Linked DNA regions of Ovis aries: region 1 is linked to region 2. The links are chromatin contacts, called in public Hi-C maps. All regions are on one chromosome and are shown on one strand. Each heading gives the region's core, a stretch centred on a gene start, on an enhancer-like site or on the middle of the called end of the contact. The rest is flanking DNA. Distances are from core to core; before and after follow the strand shown. Region 1 holds the start of GABRP (gamma-aminobutyric acid type A receptor subunit pi). Region 2 overlaps KCNIP1 (potassium voltage-gated channel interacting protein 1).

Evidence for each region. A called contact is a pair of places that touch in the nucleus more often than the background predicts.
Region 1: a Hi-C map of hypothalamus shows a contact between it and region 2, with 5 times the contacts expected there. The contact joins the promoter of GABRP here to the enhancer-like site in region 2. A contact is called at or near these places in 2 of 16 Hi-C or Micro-C datasets (hypothalamus and mixed tissues).

Annotation. Positions count from the first base shown.
Region 1 is chr16:2,884,268-2,887,620 of ARS-UI_Ramb_v3.0, forward strand. GABRP (gamma-aminobutyric acid type A receptor subunit pi) reads left to right here and starts at 1,800. Exons shown (of 10, transcript XR_009596702.1): 1 at 1,800-1,949.
Region 2 is chr16:2,719,716-2,723,349 of ARS-UI_Ramb_v3.0, forward strand. All of the region lies in intron 1 of KCNIP1 (potassium voltage-gated channel interacting protein 1), which reads left to right. Among named protein-coding and RNA genes, the nearest start is that of GABRP, 160 kb to the right of the region's middle. Within about 2 kb of position 1,801, at least 4 of the 54 cell types and tissues checked have an H3K27ac peak or open chromatin away from gene starts, as enhancers often do. A contact at or near this core is called in hypothalamus, where this site is marked.

The DNA.
Region 1 (3,353 bases), core at 550-3,049, 160 kb after region 2:
GTCAATCTATCACAGTCTGATTGGGAAGTCTAAACACTGGCTGGTTGGGTAGATGATTAGAGAGATAGATAGATAGACAGCTAAATAGATAAATAGAAAGCTAAATAGGTAGGTAGGTAGATACTTAGATGGAGATTTAAATAGGTAAGTACAAACGAGCAGATACCAATGACATCAGATAAAAAGAACAATTTATCAAGTATCCACAATGTGCCAGGCACAATACGCAAGCTAGTTTTAAACCTGTCATTGCTGAATTCTTGCAGCAACACTGTGAGAAACCATCATCCTCATTTGTCAGATAAAGAAACTGAGTACCTTGGCAAAGCCACCCAGCCAGCTGCCGCCCGGTCTTTCATCTCACTGCTCCTGAGTCAGAGGACACCCACTCCTCCCATCCCCACCTCCCATCTCCGAACTGTCTTTGTCACTTTTGAGCCTTCGTTTTATGTGAGAACATCTGGCAATTCTGAGAAAACCCCCAAACTACTTTCCATTCATTGAGAACCTGAAACTGGATCCTCCTGCATTTGTTTCCTAGCCACCGTCACGTTCCTCAGGTCAAAGTGAGTCCTGTCAAGAGAAATCAAAGAGCTTTCTTTTCAGGTACCTACTCCTTGCCAGCTAGCACAGAAATGCTTCTGATGCTGGCCAGGCTCTCGGGGCACATTAAGGAAACTGGTTTGACGCCAAAGGCATCTATGGGTCATTGCCCATGGAGGCCCCCTCTATCCTTCCTACCTCCTTTAGCTTCCTGAATTTTCATTTACTCCGTCTTCAACTGTCTCGCTCTCTCCCCACCGCCCCATCTCCCGGACAGGCAGGGACCTGGGCAGGAGCCCTGCAGTGATGTCAGGAGGGTAGGAGGTGCTGAGGGGCATCTTGCCAGCTCGCCCCTGGGCCTCTCCATCCGACTCCCTCCCCAGCCGCCAGCTCTCAGGGTGTGAGGCCAACCCTCCGGGGAATTCCTTGTGCCTTCCCACAGGAAGCCAGGATTGAGTTTCGAGGCCACTGGCTACAGTGACAAGGAGGGCACTTCAGTTTTCAGAGGACGCTGTGAAGCACTTCTGTTAGGAGGTTCAACTGGTCAGGGGAGAAGGAGGCTCCCACAGCAGTGGACTCTGTGGGGAACGGAAAATTACCTGAGTCGGGGGTAGGGACAGGAAAGTTGGAGCAGTCTGGAAATCTCTCCAGATTTGTCCCAGAGTCCTTCCGATCTCTTCCTGGGTGGGTCTGCTCAGCCTCTATCCTCTATTCTCTTGACTTCTGTGTCTCTTTTTGAAACTTCACAGAGTGGAAAGCATGAGGTGCTGGGCTCTGCAAATCTTACACACAGATAAGGCTCTCTGTTGATCCCAAAGAGGCATTTAAAATACATAACCAGGAATCATAATTTTAGAGATGGTCGAGTTCTATTTTATGGATGGGAAGTTGAGGAGTAGAGGGGTGAAGTGGCTTGCCCAAGGTCATACACACTGCAAATTCTCATTTCATCCATCATACCAAGGTAGAGGGGAGTCCCCCAAATCCAGAACCAGAGACTCATCTTCCAGACATGATGGGTGGGTGACCCATTTTATTTGACTTTCGTGGGTCTTGCATCTTAAGAATCTTCTCTGGTCCAGAAGCATGGCTGAGACACAGCTCAGAATCAAGTCCCTGGCAGCCAGCAGCTCTAGCCAGAGCTGAGAATTCCCACAGACACCTGGAACTTCCTCAGAGCCCCACCCAGGGGAGGAGCTGTGAGAGGCCTCACCCAGCCGTCTGCCGGTCTGGTCCTGCAGCTTCTTCTTTCCCGCAGAGAGAGCCACTCCATCAGAGAGTGGTTGTGTGATCCCAGGGGTCAGGGCTGACGATGGGAAGAATCTCAGGGACCCGGAAGACTATGCCCTACTTGAAAGCCCAGCCTGAAGACCTAAAGGCCCTGTACTAACAGAGGAAGGAAACTGGTAAGGAAGCTGCTGGCCCCTCTCCGTGCATGGAGCGAGAAAAGGGCAGGCGAGCCAAATCTAAGCCTGGCAGGGACCCGGGGAAGGGGGCTGGGTCTGGAATTTGTGGAGCACCTCCTTTGCACAACGCCTCACCTTTGTCTTAAAAACTTTTCCTTTTATTAATATAGTGGAGGGAACTAAACTTCAGGGAGAAGTTAAACAATCTCAGAGAAAGCGCAGAATCAAGACTAGAGCATCTTTGGTCTGATCCTGGGGCCACAGGACTTCCTCTCTGTATTGCCGCCCAGGACACACACTGGACAAGTCCAGCTTCTGTGATTTCTCAAGGTGGGCCTGTGGTGATAATGTCTCTCCTCACCTCAGCCTAATTCAGGTGCCACCCCTGCTTTCCAACAAATGGTTCTGTCTATGCAGAAGGGACCGATGACAGGGGGGCCGTGCCCATGGAGGAAGGAGGCTCACATGACAAGTTTAAGTTCACAGTATCTGTGTGATGGCAGTTCTGGGAATGGGAGTGGAAACCAGCACGTACTGGAATTACTTCTGCTTCACGGGGTTGCAGAGAGTCGGACATGGCTTAGCAACTAAACAACAGCTGCTTCTCAGAGCCCACCTAGAAAAAGGGGGCATCAGTCACGTAGGTGACCCTGAAGTCCTGTGTCTGACACTGTCCTCCCTGAGGTGATGCCAACTTGAGTGCCCTCGGAGCGACACTCTGGTCAGCTCACACCCTGGGTGTGTTAGAAAGAGCCTGAGCTTTGGATTTCTGTAGTCACGTGGAGGCACCAAGGTCCCTGTGGAAGATGGAGAAGGTAGAGGAGGATGGAAGCAAGTGTTCGCTGAGTGCTTTCCACTCCCTTTTGTTAGATGAGAAAACCAGTGCTCTGAGAGGTTAAGCCACTCAGGGGTGCCTGAATCCAAAGTTCAGGCTCTACCAGTGGAAGCTGGGTCTTGGCAGAGGTCCCCTCAGAGGAGGGTGAGAGTGCATGGACTCCTCAGGAACGGGTATGCGTGCCTGAGTGCCATGCTCCCTACAGCTGCAGGAGGCTCGCGATTCCAGCCAGAGTCTTCGAGTCTTGTGGCTGCAAGACAACCCTTTGGGCACCACCCCCTGGAGGTTCAGTGCACAGCTCTGCCAAACGCCATTCCCAGAGTCTGTATCTCAGCTGGTGGCCCAAACCTCTATTCAGGCAGGCGGGTACGTGAACCGTCACCTAAGGGTTGGTGCCTCTGCCACACGGAACGAGGGCACCAGCCGCACTTGCCACTTAGGCCGTGCTGTGGATGCGGTACTCTATCCCAGAGATGGGTTTGGTGGAACCCAGTTCAGCTCCAGGACCTGAGGCCCAAATATGGCACATAAAAGAGGGGCTTGGAAGACCTGGGTTCAAATCACAGGCA
Region 2 (3,634 bases), core at 551-3,050:
GAGCTGGGACTGCCCTTTGTGCCCAGCCCCTCCTCCAGGGCCTCTGGTTCCTCCCTTCCCCACCGTGAGGCCCTGGGGGTATTCCCGCTCAGCTGCTGACCGCCTGGTGACGGGCCAGGCCTGCCAGCTCACAGTCCTCACCAGGGAAGGGACGGCGGTGCACAGCTCACTTAGTGATGGCGAGGACGGGCCACGCAGTGCCTGCCGCCTCCCAGAGACGCCCCCAGAACAGCGGGGCTGTGCCTCCCTGGGGGCCAGGATGGTCCGGCAGCCGTCTGTGGGCACAGCCCTGCCTGCGCCAGAGGCTTTCCCTTCCTGTCCTTCTGTCCCCTGCCCATTTCTCTGCCCAGACTCATCTGGGTCTGGGGGACAAGAGAACAAGCATCTGATCAAAGTTTAAAGTAGGGACGGAAAGAAATACCCAGGGCGACAGGACAGGAAAGAGACTCAGAAAGCCTTAGAAGAGCCCTGAGATCCAACTGTGCCCAAGGCCTCCTGGATCATTCATTCTTCTTTATCATCCTCTCTTCAAATCCTATCTCTTTCAACCCAAGGAGGTCCCTTCCCAGGTTTCACCCTGCCCGTGGGGCTTCCTTGCAAGGCTTTGAAAGGCACCTGCCCATCTCTGTGTGCATGTGGCCTCCTTTGGCACAGCTTGCTAACAGCTCTGCCATCCCACCAGGAGCATCTCTGCACAGGCCCTGGGAAGTGAGGAGAAAGGACACAGCTGTGCTGTGTGAGCTTGGGCAGGCACCACCTCCTCTCTGGGCTCAGTTTACACATCCTTAATGTCAGGGACGTCGGCAGTAAGTACATGAAAGAAAATAGCCTCACCAATCAGTGTCATTTCCCCTCCTTGATTTCTGAAACGTATTAACTTCAGGATGGACCAACTTCTGACTTTGCCAGTGAGGGGAGACACTTGATGCAGTGGAAGAAGCCTGACTTTGAGCCAAAGGAGCCTGGGTTGGAGTCCTAGCTCTGTACTTATCAGCCGTGTGACCTCAGGCAGGCAACCTGGCCTCTCTGAACCCCCATTTCCACGTCCAAGTGAGTGAAAGTCGCTCAGTTGTGTCTGACTCTTTGCGGCCCCATGGTTTTGCGGCCCACCAGGTTCCTCTGTCCATTGAATTCTCCAGGCAAGGGTACTGGAGTGGGTTGCCATTCCTTTCTGCAGGGGATCTTCCCAACCCAGGGATCAAACCCAGGTCTCCTATACTGCAGGCAGATTCTTTACTATCTGAGCCACCAGGGAAGCTCTGCAAAGTCTACAGATGGGACCAGAGCTGTGGGGAGGATTTAATGCGACATCTGGAGAAAAGCACTCAGCACAGCACCTAGCACACAGGAGGCCAACCACAGGGTTGTTGGTGTAGGGAACTTGAGTCCAGACCGAACCAGGCAGAGGCCTCCAGGAGAGGCCTTCTCCTCCATGGGGAAGAATTTTGTGAATCCCCAGGTCTGAGAGGATCATTCTCATTGTGGGGTCAGGCCACTGGCCTCTCCTGGGCTGATTCTCAGCGTCTCTCATTCCTTCAAGGGCCCGTCAGCCAGGAGCTGGGGGTTGGCGTGTGGCGCCACCTGGTGTCCAAAGGGGACGACACGGGCTGAGCGGAGATCTGTGCCGCGCGGTGCCGGGAGCCGGAGCAACCTAGGGAAGGCGGGTACTCGGGTACTGGGGGGCAACACCGCGGGGAGCAGACCTGTTATTTAACACGCAGACGGCCAACAAGATAAGGAAAGTAAGGAGGCCATCCTGCTGTAAGAGCAAAGAAAGAATCAAGCAGGGAAGAAACTGGAATCTCAGCTAGAGTGATCAGCACTGCCTGTGGAGCGCAACCTGAAGCAGCTTGGGGGACGTGCTGGTCCCTGGGGGGAGGGCTTTCCTGGCAGAATAAACAGCCAGTGCCCAGCCAGGAATGTAGGGCTGGGGAGCCCAGGCGAGGGCAGAGGCACAGTGGCCAGGGAGGCGACAGGAGGACGAAGGCGTGTGGCCTGCAGGGCGGGGGCAGGGCGGTAAGGGAGCCAGCAGAGAGTGTGGAGTGGAACCCGGACAGCAGGTTAACGGCTGTGCTGCGCGTGGACTGACAGACTGGCGTGGGGCTGAGGGCTCACAGGGAGACGCGAGGAAGCACCGGAGGCTTCTGCACGGACCTCACGGGAGGCGACAGCTGTGCCCACCGTGAAGGCAGCAGTTAAGAGAGGGGCCAGATCCTGGATGTACTGTGAGTTTGGAGTCAGATTTGCTGAGAAACCAGATGTCCGGGTGAGACAGAGAAATCCAGACTGACTGCACGGAGTTTTTTGGTCTAAGCAAACGGCAGGAGCAGGTAGCGTGGCTGAGCGGTCTGAGTCGCTGGGTGAAGGCACGTGGAAGGACGGAGGCACCATTAATCCAGTGGGCAACATCCGCACTGTGGCCCATCAGAGGACGCATCAGGCGTGGGCATGTTAAGCATGAGATGCATACACCTTTTATTTTGTGTTATGTGTATATATATTTAATAAGAGAAGATTGACGTCTCGTAGTATTCCCAGACATCACTGTTAAGAACTGCAGCTTCAGGCCAGCTGTCATCAGCCACAAACCAGACTGTCAGGATACTTGTCTTGAAACCCCAGTTCTGTAGGTAATATGCCGAGTGGCCGTGGGCAGGTCCCCTTACTTCTCTGGGCTCATTCTCCCTCCATTTCTAAACGGGCTAGGAGGAATTATTGAAAGAGATGTCGCAAGACTCCCTTTAAGTTCTCAGTCTCTTTGATGTCTTAAATATCACCTCCTCAAAGACCTTCCACCACGCACCACCCCCACCCCCCACCTCTGTCGTCAGGGTCTTTGTTTGCGTCCTGGCTGGCTGTGTTTCCCACACTCTCAGCCTCAAGGCGGCAGGTATGGTTTCCACTTTGTTCCAGTTTCCGTCCCCATTCAAGACAAGGATCTGCTCAAAGATCTTTGTTCAGTTCTGAGGTGGAAGTGGGAGCGACTGAAGGATTTTGAGCAGACATTTTCCAGGCTTAAACTTATATAACTTATAAAACAATCTGACTTGGATTTATGAAGCAAGGACCACCGGGGTGCGGTGAGGAGACTGGATGACGGAGGCAGAGAGGCCGGCTCGGAGGCCACGGGGGTCCCCAGGCCGCGGGAGATGGAGCCCCAGGCGCAGGTGGTGGGGGCATGTGGAGGGATGAGAAGGGACCATCGCTGGTATGTTCGGAAGGTGAAGCCGCCAGGAGACGCTGCTGGACGGGATGTGGGTGTCAGAGAGACCAGGGTCAAGCAAGTCCCCAAAAGTGTCCAAGTGCCTAGGAGAATAGTTTCATTAAATGCCACGGGGACACATAGGGCAGGTTTGGAGGGAAATTTCAGGGGTCTTCTTTAAAGTCTGAGGGTTCTGTTAGACATTGAAGTGGAAATGTGAAGAAAGCAACCAGAAACAGGAGTCTGGCGTTCAGGAGGGAGCCAGGCAGGAAATGGAAATTGTGGATCACTGTGCGTAGAGATGGTGTGTAGACGTATGGAGCTGGAGGAGGCCACCCAGGAAGTGACCTGGGCCCTGGAAGCCTGTCTGTCACCCTGCGGAGGCGGGAAGGACACACAGGGACAAGGGAGGCAGAAAGCAGAGAACGGGCC